3 separate regions of the Mus musculus genome follow, and all the other regions are linked to region 3. Evidence: chromatin contacts called from public HiChIP or PLAC-seq and promoter capture Hi-C data. All regions are on one chromosome and are shown on one strand. The core of a region is the stretch at or near the end of the contact, and the rest is flanking DNA. Distances in the headings are between cores, read along the strand shown. Region 1 holds the start of Map1b (microtubule-associated protein 1B). Region 2 holds the start of 6430562O15Rik (RIKEN cDNA 6430562O15 gene). Region 3 holds the start of Fcho2 (FCH domain only 2).

Evidence for each region. Promoter capture Hi-C pulls out the DNA fragments that hold promoters and counts their contacts. HiChIP or PLAC-seq counts read pairs in DNA pulled down with a chosen protein or histone mark.
Region 1: an H3K27ac HiChIP or PLAC-seq map of embryonic stem cells shows a contact between it and region 3, with 3 times the contacts expected there. The contact joins the promoter of Map1b here to the promoter of Fcho2 in region 3. A contact is called at or near these places in 1 of 484 Hi-C or Micro-C datasets (embryonic stem cells) and 1 of 115 datasets of contacts at active chromatin or transcription factors (embryonic stem cells).
Region 2: a contact with region 3 is called in a promoter capture Hi-C map of stem cell-derived epiblast-like cells, with 2.8 times the contacts expected there. The contact joins the promoter of 6430562O15Rik here to the promoter of Fcho2 in region 3. A contact is called at or near these places in 4 of 39 promoter capture datasets (embryonic stem cells, hippocampal neurons, liver and 1 more).

Annotation. Positions count from the first base shown.
Region 1 is chr13:99,515,329-99,518,334 of GRCm38.p6, forward strand. Map1b (microtubule-associated protein 1B) reads right to left here and starts at 1,274. Exons shown (of 7, transcript NM_008634.2): 1 at 976-1,274. The coding sequence starts at 1,159. Gm26559 (predicted gene, 26559) reads left to right here and starts at 1,306. Exons shown (of 2, transcript NR_167891.1): 1 at 1,306-1,530.
Region 2 is chr13:99,411,412-99,414,384 of GRCm38.p6, forward strand. 6430562O15Rik (RIKEN cDNA 6430562O15 gene) reads right to left here and starts at 1,415. Exons shown (of 2, transcript NR_015515.3): 1 at 431-1,415; 2 at 1-160. It overlaps Mrps27 (mitochondrial ribosomal protein S27), which reads left to right. Exons shown (of 11, transcript NM_173757.3): 9 at 1-9; 10 at 784-954.
Region 3 is chr13:98,813,917-98,817,071 of GRCm38.p6, forward strand. It overlaps Fcho2 (FCH domain only 2), which reads right to left and starts at 1,533. Exons shown (of 26, transcript NM_172591.3): 1 at 1,160-1,533. The coding sequence starts at 1,192. It overlaps Gm34995 (a long non-coding RNA gene), which reads left to right and starts at 2,065. Exons shown (of 3, transcript XR_382806.4): 1 at 2,065-2,153. It also overlaps the pseudogene Gm18134.

The sequences.
Region 1 (3,006 bases), core at 24-2,523, 700 kb after region 3:
GATGGTTGCCCGCCCAAGGCTGTGCCCTCCCGGACCCTCCCAGCCCCGCCCAGGGTTCCCCGGGAACCGCTATTCCGCTACCGCAGAGCCCGTTCCTGGTGCGCGCAGCAGCGCAGGAGCTGACCCTCCCCTGCCACCTCCTCCTCCCATTCAAGCTATGGCTCCTGAAGCTAAGACTTTTCAAAGAAGCCCACCCACGCAACCTGGGGTCCCATTGTCCTTTCTGAAAGCTGCAGCCAGGACCTCAGGGGCAAGAGCGAGGCTGGGCTTCGTCTAGAAACAGAGCGCAGACGGGTTCCATGCCTGTATCCTCGGGGGCTGGGGGGGAGGGGGGGGGACGGGCGTGGCCCAAGGACTAGCCTAGTCATTCCCAGGAAAGAAAGAATCGGGAAGTTTTAAGTCAGAAAAGGCATTCTCTATTCTCAGAGGGGTGTGTGTGTGTGTGTGTGTGTGTGTGTGTGTGTGTGTGTGACTGGCGGGGGCGGGGAGCACGAGGTGACTGTGATAAAGACGATTTCCATGCGGGCCTTGGCACATGGTGTTTTGACCCCAGGTTTTCGGGTAAGGGGAGGTGGGTCCCAGCCTTTGGCTAGGGCGAGAGCTGAGCTGAAAGAAGAGGTTTTGCTAGGCTCACCCCACCCTTTCTCCGCCTGCGGTTGCGGTTTTATTATGGCCTCCGCTCCTCTGACACCTGCATTTCAAAGAGCACGAGAGGAGGTAGCCAAGTCGGCGGTGGCCACGGACCCAGCCAGGTGACCTATCCCTCAGGGCTATTATAAAGATCCCCTCTCTGGGTCTCAAATAAAATAATTTAGAAATTAGCCCAGAAAAAGAGTCCAGATGGAGTGTGGGAGGTGGCCCGGAGAGGCGTGGGTGCGGGGCGTGCGGGAGAACAAGGTGGCCGTCGCGCCCTGGGTGGGGTCGTGCTGGCGCGTCTCCCCACTCACGCCCCTGGGGGGCCTCGGGACCGCTTACCCAGCTCGATGTTGCCGATGGCACGCCTCAGGTGCTCTTCGGTTACGGTCTCGCCGACCACCACCAGCAAGTAGAACTTGCTGTCTAGGAAGCGGTGCGACAGGCTGGGCGAGGTGGACGCCGCCGGGTTGCCGATGCTGCCCGATGGCTCCGGTTCGGTGGCTTCCACCACCACGGTCGCCATCCTGCCGGCTCTGCTCAAGCCTGAGAGAAGTGTTCCTCTCCCGCCGCTCCTCTGCTCTGCGGCAGGAGAAAGGATTATCTCCGAAGGTGCTGTCTCCGCTCCGCCCCCTGCGTCCCCCCTCCTCCCGGCGCACGCGTCGCCTCCCCCTCCGCCCTCTCCCTGCGCGGAAGAGAGGAGCGGGGAGTGAGAGGCCGAGGAGGCGGTGCCGTTTATATGGAGACTAGGCTAGGAGCCTGGGAGGAAGAGGAGGAGGAAAGGACCACCCGGCACGTCCTCGTGGTGGTTGCCTCCACTCCTCCAGCCCTTAGCCCAGGGCTGATGTCATCTGCAGCAAATCATTTCGCCGGCGGCCCGGAAGCTGGAAGGACGAGGTGTGTGGACAATGGTCTGGGCAGGGCCAGGAGCCAGGCTCTAGGGGACCCAAAGAACTCTGCTGCAACCCGAGGGCCTTCTGCACCATCACCCTTACATACACACACTTTCTTTGCCCTAAACCATCAACCTGGGGAGTGGGGATTACTTCCTGTTTCAGAGCGGGATTATGTCCTGAGTCAGATTCCGCATCTTCAGGCCTGTGCCTGTGCCTCATCCACGTGAAGTCAGAATTTGAGTAATTGCTGCAGTCACAGTGGGCGCTGGGTTGAGGGTACCCCGCCCAAGAACACAAACCTGAGTTTTTGACCTTGTAGATATAGAAAGGCGTATTTGTCCATTTTTTTTAAACAACAGGAATATTTATCACCTTCGCTTAAAAGAGACTTTGCAAGACCTAAGCCTAATTTGTTCAGACTTTGGAGTCTAGTCTGGAAGGACTAACTAACGCTCAAAAAAGAACTGGCTTTTGGTGCTCATGGGAAATGAATGAGAAGAGGCAGACATATTATGCTAGATACAGATTTCTTTTCTTAATATGCTGAACAGATAGCATCAGGCATAACAAAGAATAGAGAAGACACTGTCTCTGCAGGATTACAGCGACTATAATGTGCTTTTCAGTTCCTTGGGGGATACACAGGCAAAATTATTTTGTGTGACAATGATGTCTTTTAAGATACATGTAGCTTTGGGAGTTTTTATTGCTTTTGTCTATATTTAGAAGAACTCCTAATAATGTTTCTAAAGGCCATCGTAAACATTCATTTCTCACAAATCTAATGAGTACATTTCTGTATTAGGGCAGAAGAGGGGGGCAAGCGCCTCATCATCATGAAGACTGGGGATCATTTTAGAAGAGAAAATAGATGGAATTAGATGGAATAGGGGGGAAAAGCCTATTTTCATCTAAAATAACTAATATTGGAGTGTATACTAGTTTTAATTTATACTAAATATAACATACTAAATAGCAGTTTGGTATATACTAGTCAATATACCTTTAACACTGGAGTATACACCAGTTTTAAAATACCAACTGGAGGGGCTGTAGCTTAGCTGGTGGACTTCACGCCCATGTTGGCACCGGAAGCACTGGGCAGTGTAGTCCCAGCACTCAGGCGATGCAGACAAGGAGGATCAGAAGTTCAAGGTCATCCTTAGCTGATGAGTTCAAGGTCAGCCTGGATACATAAGACCCTGTTTAAAAATGAAACAGAACAAACAAAACCTATTGTGAGACTTTCCCGATAGCCCAGTGTCTTAGGTGTTGACTCCCACGATTTACTTGTCATAGGCTGTACTGGCTAGTTTTGTGTCAACTTGACACAGCTGGAGTTATCACAGAGAAAGGAGCTTTAGTTGAGGAAATGCCTCCATGAGATCCAACTGTAAGGCATTTTCTCAATTAGTGATCAAGGGGGAAAGGCCCCTTGTGGGTGGGACCATCTCTGGGCTGGTAGTCTTGGGTTCTA
Region 2 (2,973 bases), core at 165-2,664, 600 kb after region 3:
AGAGAAGTGGTATGTTTTTCCACCCCACTCAGTCAAATGGAGGCTTCACAGGCATCTGTTCCCATGGTCTTTCTCCTTCCGCTGCTTTCTGTATGTGTGCAGAATTGGTATTTATTCCGTTTAAAAGGATGAAAAGAAACCACAAACATTTTCAGTGTGGCTGTCAAAAAGGCAATGGAAAATCAGATTATTGTTGATTCATACATCATTAAGTGAAAGGAAAGCTGTCTGCTCCCTTACATTCAAGCTCAGATCAATAAATACCACCCTCTTCACCACCTCCCCCATCCAAAAGGGATTTACGGCGGTGGAATAGAAACTTAAGTAGTTTTGGTGGATTTACCCCTCCTGTAGTATGGAGAGACTACATAGCACTTTTCTCCATTATCCTTGGCTATTGGTAAAGTATCTGTCTCACAAGCTTACGTACCTGAGTTCAGATCCCCAGAACCACTTAAAAAGCCAGGCCCAGGAGTGCAGTTATCGTCCGGTAATGGCAGGGAGGGAGCAGAGAGACATGAAGCCCTGGGAGCTGGCTAGCTGCCTAGCCTACACCCTTGGAGATGCTCTTCTGTGTGGCCTTGACTCTGAAATGCCAAGGCTCACCACTCAGCTTTCATTTCTGTCCTGAGGTCCTCAACCCAGTGTCTCCCATGGCACATTATGCTGATATCATTAATGCTCTTTCTCAGTCATTATAACCAAGGAACACACACTTTGAAGTTGGCCTGCACACAGTCAAGTCTATAACAGATGTCCTCCTGACTCTCCTGTGCCCTACAGCTCGATGTGCTGGATGGAGTCCTGAAGGTGGTGACGTCTCCAGATGTCCAGACTTCAGAGGCACAGCCTCAGGAAGGTGAAGATGGCTTGGGCTCAGCAAACCTGGTGGAGCAGCTAGACACTGAGGAACCAGAACAGTCCAAGCTTCCCCGATACCTCGAGCGCTTTCAGGTGATTCGTAGTAGAAACTGAGCCTTTTCCTGCATCAGTCACACACAAAGGCATGAAAAACTCGCATCAAGAATTGCAGTTGTGTTCCTTCCCACAGACCGTGGCCTTTTGGGAAAGCAGTGGCATTGTTACGACTTCATGCTTGAGCTGATGTCACGGTTCCGTTCCCTGGGGCAGCACGGCACCCCAGCGGCTTCTCAACAGCAGCCTGATTCCCACTCAGGGTGGCAAGTGACCAGCCATTTCTCTACACTACACCAAATGTGCTGGGTCAGTCACAGCTTCAGCAGAGATAAGACTCACGAATCCTTTGTGGCGCTTAGCTGGCAGCTTTGTGCTGTTCAGCAGGGCCATTAGAGACACTGCCTGTGGACAGGTTTCCAGAACAGTGCTGAGCACTCAAACTGTCAGTGAGCTCTCTGTCCCAAATGCTCTGCTGTTTGTGTCAGGGAAGAAAATCCCTGAGCCTGCTCTCTGCTTTGTTTCTTGTCTCTTTAATACAAAAAGAAGGAAGTACTTTCAGGTTATGATGTCATCATAGGAGCGGGAGAATTCTCCTCCCACGCCTGCTGCTGCACTGTGCCTTTTCACAGCAGGAAGGAGAGCTGGGCTCCTGCCCGTGAGTCTGTCTCTTCTGACCCAGCAATGGCAGGCCTTGCCGTAGCACAGGATCCCATGGTATTTTAGGGTTTTTTCTCCCCAATACTTCTGAAGGGAAGTCATTCTTAGCTTCTCTCCTGTAATTTGAAACTAAGAATAAAAAGATTGATGTTCCTTGTCATACCCCAAGGACAAAGCAGAGTAGAGAACTTAGACACAGTTCTTTCTCTTAACTTTGCTTGTCAGTGTATAAAACTTAAAGAAAACAAGAATCACCACACTTGCTGGGCGTGGTGGTGCACGACTTTAATCCCAGCACTCGGGAGGCAGAGGCAGGAGGATTTCTGAGTTTGAGGCCAGCCTGGTCTACAGAGTGAGTTCCAGGACAGCCAGGGCTACACAGAGAAACCCTGTCTTGAAAAAACAACATCAACAACAAAACATTAAAAAAAAGAATGACCACACTGCTGAATGCTGCCTGAGGTTGCTGAGCCACTGTCAGGCGTCAGGTTTGCCTGGGTTTTGTAAATGTTGTACTCAGTTTTGATTGCTTTTTGACTTTTGGCCGTTTTTTGTCCGTTGCGTCTCAGAGGATGGAGACCTTTGTCTTCACTAGCTTCTAGCCCTTTTACTGCCATGGGACACTGTCTGAGCATCCAAGAAAGAACAGAAACACATGTTTGTAGCCTGCCATCTGTGACCTTAGCTATGTTAGCAGCTGTAAGCCCCCTCCCCCATTTCCTTTATCCTCACAGGAGGCCTGGGCGGGAGAGTCTCGGCTTATGTGACCCAGCAGTGAGCTGGGATTTGGACAAAGCCAACCTCCTCACAGTTGAGATTTCCTGGCTTTCTCTTTGGCCTCAGACTACCTGGAAAATTATGTTAGGAAGAAATGGTTTTCAGTTTACATTTTCTTCCTGTTGCCTGCTTTTCATTAGTCTGAGGTCATCTGTTTGGGTCTGTTTTTATAATTAGTCTGCTCCTTAGATCCCATCGGTCTGGCCCCCTTTGCCGTTCTGCCAGATCCTATGCTGTACGCTAAGTCACCTCGGGGTGCGAGCACATGTGACTCTCAGCTGCAGCTGGGGTCCTAAATGTCACTCTCTGGTGATCTGTGTCTAGAAGCACTTAAATTGATTAATGCTTTTAGTAAGTCTCTGGGCTGCTACACTGACCCTACCAGGCTGCCCTCTCAGACGGAGCTGTAAGCAGGCAGGAGGGAAGGGCTGACCTGTGGGGGAGCACAGCAGGTGGAGGCCTACAGTGCTCAGGCACTCTGGAAAGCTGTTTAGCATTAGTGAGAAATCCCTGCAATGATTTCCATCTGTTGAAAGGAACCAGGGGAAGTCACTTAAATGAAAAGACGGGACTTCCGAACTTCCTATCCTCCACCATCTTGTCCAGTGGCATTCTCACTGC
Region 3 (3,155 bases), core at 283-2,782:
ATCACCAATGAATAGATAAGTAAAAAAGGGAATGGAATATTATTTGATCATAAAAAGGAATGAAATAGTAATATGTATTATCTCGTGGATTACCTTTGAAAATACTATGGTAAGTGAAATAGTCATCAGAGAGCCGGGTCCAGAAAGGACGGAACTGTAGAAGCAGATCGGTTGCCTAGGGACCGAGACAAGGGGCAAACTGGGAATGACTCCTAACCGGTAAGGGATTTTTTCTGAGGTTATGAAATTGTTCTAAAATTGACTGTGGTGATGTTTGCAAAAAAACAATGAGGAACTCTTCACAGTATACACTTTAAGTGCATGCATAAAACCGCTCTTTAAAAACACCACCGAGTACAGATGATTGCGAAAAGCGAATTAACATTCAAAACAAATAACCATGAACTGATTGTATTCAAGCCCGTGCTTGAGACTGAATTAAGAATCTCAGCTAGCAGTAGCTGGCATGACTGAAAGCTGACTCCTTTCAACACCTTACCTAAATGAAAGTGGTGCCGTATTTGCAACTGTCGGGCCACGAAAACCCAAGTTCGGCCAAGATACCTGAGTAAACACGTAACTTTCCTGTTCATGGCAGAAGCGTACTTGCCACGATCGGCTAACAGCAACTGCACGAAATCACACGGCGAGGAGACTAGAGGGGTGTGGGGAGCCCGAGGAAGGTCCACGAAACCCAACTTCCACGGGCTTTGTGAGCAGGCCTGAAGGCAAAGTCCTGGGCGCAGCCCCCACCAGCCCAGCCGCGCGGCCAAGAGGAAGTGCCGAGCCCGCTCGGCCCTGCACGGACTCTGCGTGGGGTCCCGGGCCTGCGCCGCGGGAAGCCGACCAGCCGGGTGCCCGGCTCCCCGCGCCGGACGCCGCGCACGCACGCCCCGTCGGCGCTTTGTCCCCGCCCGGCGCCGCCGGCCCTCTGGAGTCCCCGCCGAGACTCCCGGGCCGCGCTGCCAGCCCGGGCGCCGCGCGCAGTGGCCAACCCGGAGGAGGCGGGTGGCCGGAGAGCCGTGGCCCGCGGGAGCTCGGCCGGGCAACCCCGGGGCCGTGGACTCTCGCTCGGCCGCCCGAGGAGCCGCCGCCCGCCGCGCACGCAGGCCGCGGGGAGAAACCGAAGCCCGCGGCGTCCCCAACACCCTCCGCTCACCCAGAAATTCTCCACGAAATGCGCCATGACCATCTTGCCGCCGCCGCCGCCGCCGCCGCCGCCGCGCCGGGTTCCGCGTCCGCACCCGCCCGCCGCTGTGTAAACACGGACCGGCCCCTACGGCGCCCCCGCCTCTCGCCGCCGCCGCCTTCTTCCCAGAGACCGCCCGCGCCCTCTAGGGCGCATGCGCCACCTAGCGGCAGGCGCGGCCGCCGCCACCACGGGGCGAGAGCCTGACTGTCGCTCCCGAGTGCGCGTGCGCGCAGCCTGTCCGGGTCCGAGCGTTCGCAAGGAATGGTACAGAGCTTAGTCTGCGCGAGCCTCCGGGGCTGGCGGGAGTCGAGCTACCCGCAGGCCCGGGGGGCGGAGCTAATAGGGCCACGCCCCCTCGCGTCCAGCGTCCTGGCCTTCTAGGATCTCCAGCAGTCCCAGGTCCTGGCAGACTGGGACTAAGGAAACTTGGCAGCCGGCCACCCCAAGGAGACTGGGAAACCTTTGGTCAACAGGGAGCCTCTCCTTGACTGGGAAGTAAGATCCAAAACAAAACTGTCCAAGGCCGGAAAGGGAGGGAACGCCCAGTGTCGCCTGCAAGACTCAGGCAGTGCAGTCGGTCACAAGGGAGCCAGCCGGCCTGGACCGCCTGCCGAGAGCAGGCGTGACCCGAAACGCGACTCTTCCAGGCCTGTTCACAAAGCCCATGGTGGTAATCTTACCAGTTTGTACACCCAGGAGGAAAGGACACAAGTTTTAACATGCTTCGGCCTGATGGGGAAAAGAAATCCCTCGCCATGCCTTTCTTTCCAAAAGTTTAAAAAACTTTAGAGGTCCCAAGTTCATTAAGCTAAGTCAAAGATCTGCAAGTTGGAAGTCAAGCTCCAGAGATGATTTAGTGTAGTTTTAACTACAGTATGAACACCGCACGTCCTAAGATCGTTTTCAAACATGGACAATGTAGCACTTTCTTCAAAGGAAATTATTTGCCTCCCCAAACGATGTATGTAAACACTTTTCATGTATCTTTTATATAGTCGATAGCAAAAGATAACCAGACAAAGGTTGTGCCTTTATAAGAATATCTTTCAGAAATATTCACGTAAAGCTAAGACATCTAGCATCTGCTCAGGAGTATTTGGTGGAAGCAGGGCAGAAGACTAGGGTATAGGAGGAACAAGATTGGCCATACAAGTAGTTGAATGATGGAAAGATGCTATTTCCATATACTATTTTAAAAGGTCTATGTGTATGAGTGATTTGCCTGCATGTTAGGTATGAATTCCATGTGTGTGCCTAGTGCCCAATAAGACCAGAAGAGCGTGTGGGATCCTCTGAAACTGAAGATACAGAAAGTTGTGAATCACCATGTGGACTTTGGAATTGAATCAGGGTCCTCTCCAAGAGCATTAATACTCATAACCACTGAGCAATCTCTCCTTTGTTTGTTTGTTTTTGTTTTTCTTGTATATGTTAACTCTTCCATTTAAAATAAATATTTGCTTTTGTTTTGTAAACCATCAGCCCAGTTATGCTATCCTTGGTGCTTAAGATAGAAGAAAATTCTAACAAAAGGAGTAAGAAAGCTCACCCTGCAAAAGCGGCTGGTACTGGATTCCTAATATCACCAGGCTTAGTGCGAGAGAGGATCCCCGAGTTTCCTTTTTTTACTGAGACCCGCCAACATGGGCCGAGTTCACACCAAGACTGTGAAGAAGGCGGCCCAGGTCATCATCGAGAAGTACTACACACACCTGGGTAATGGCTTCCACAGTAACAAGCGCCTGTGGGAGGAGACCTCCATTATCCCCAGCTAGAAACTTCGGAACAAGATAGCTGGCTATGTGACCCATCTGATGAAGTAGATTCAGAGAGGTCCTATGAGAGGCATCTCTATCAAGCTGCAGAGCGAGAGAGAGAGAGAGAGAGAGAGAGAGAGAGAGAGAGGGAGAGGGAGAGGGAGAGGGAGAGGGAGAGGGAGAGGGAGAGGGAGAGGGAGAGGGAG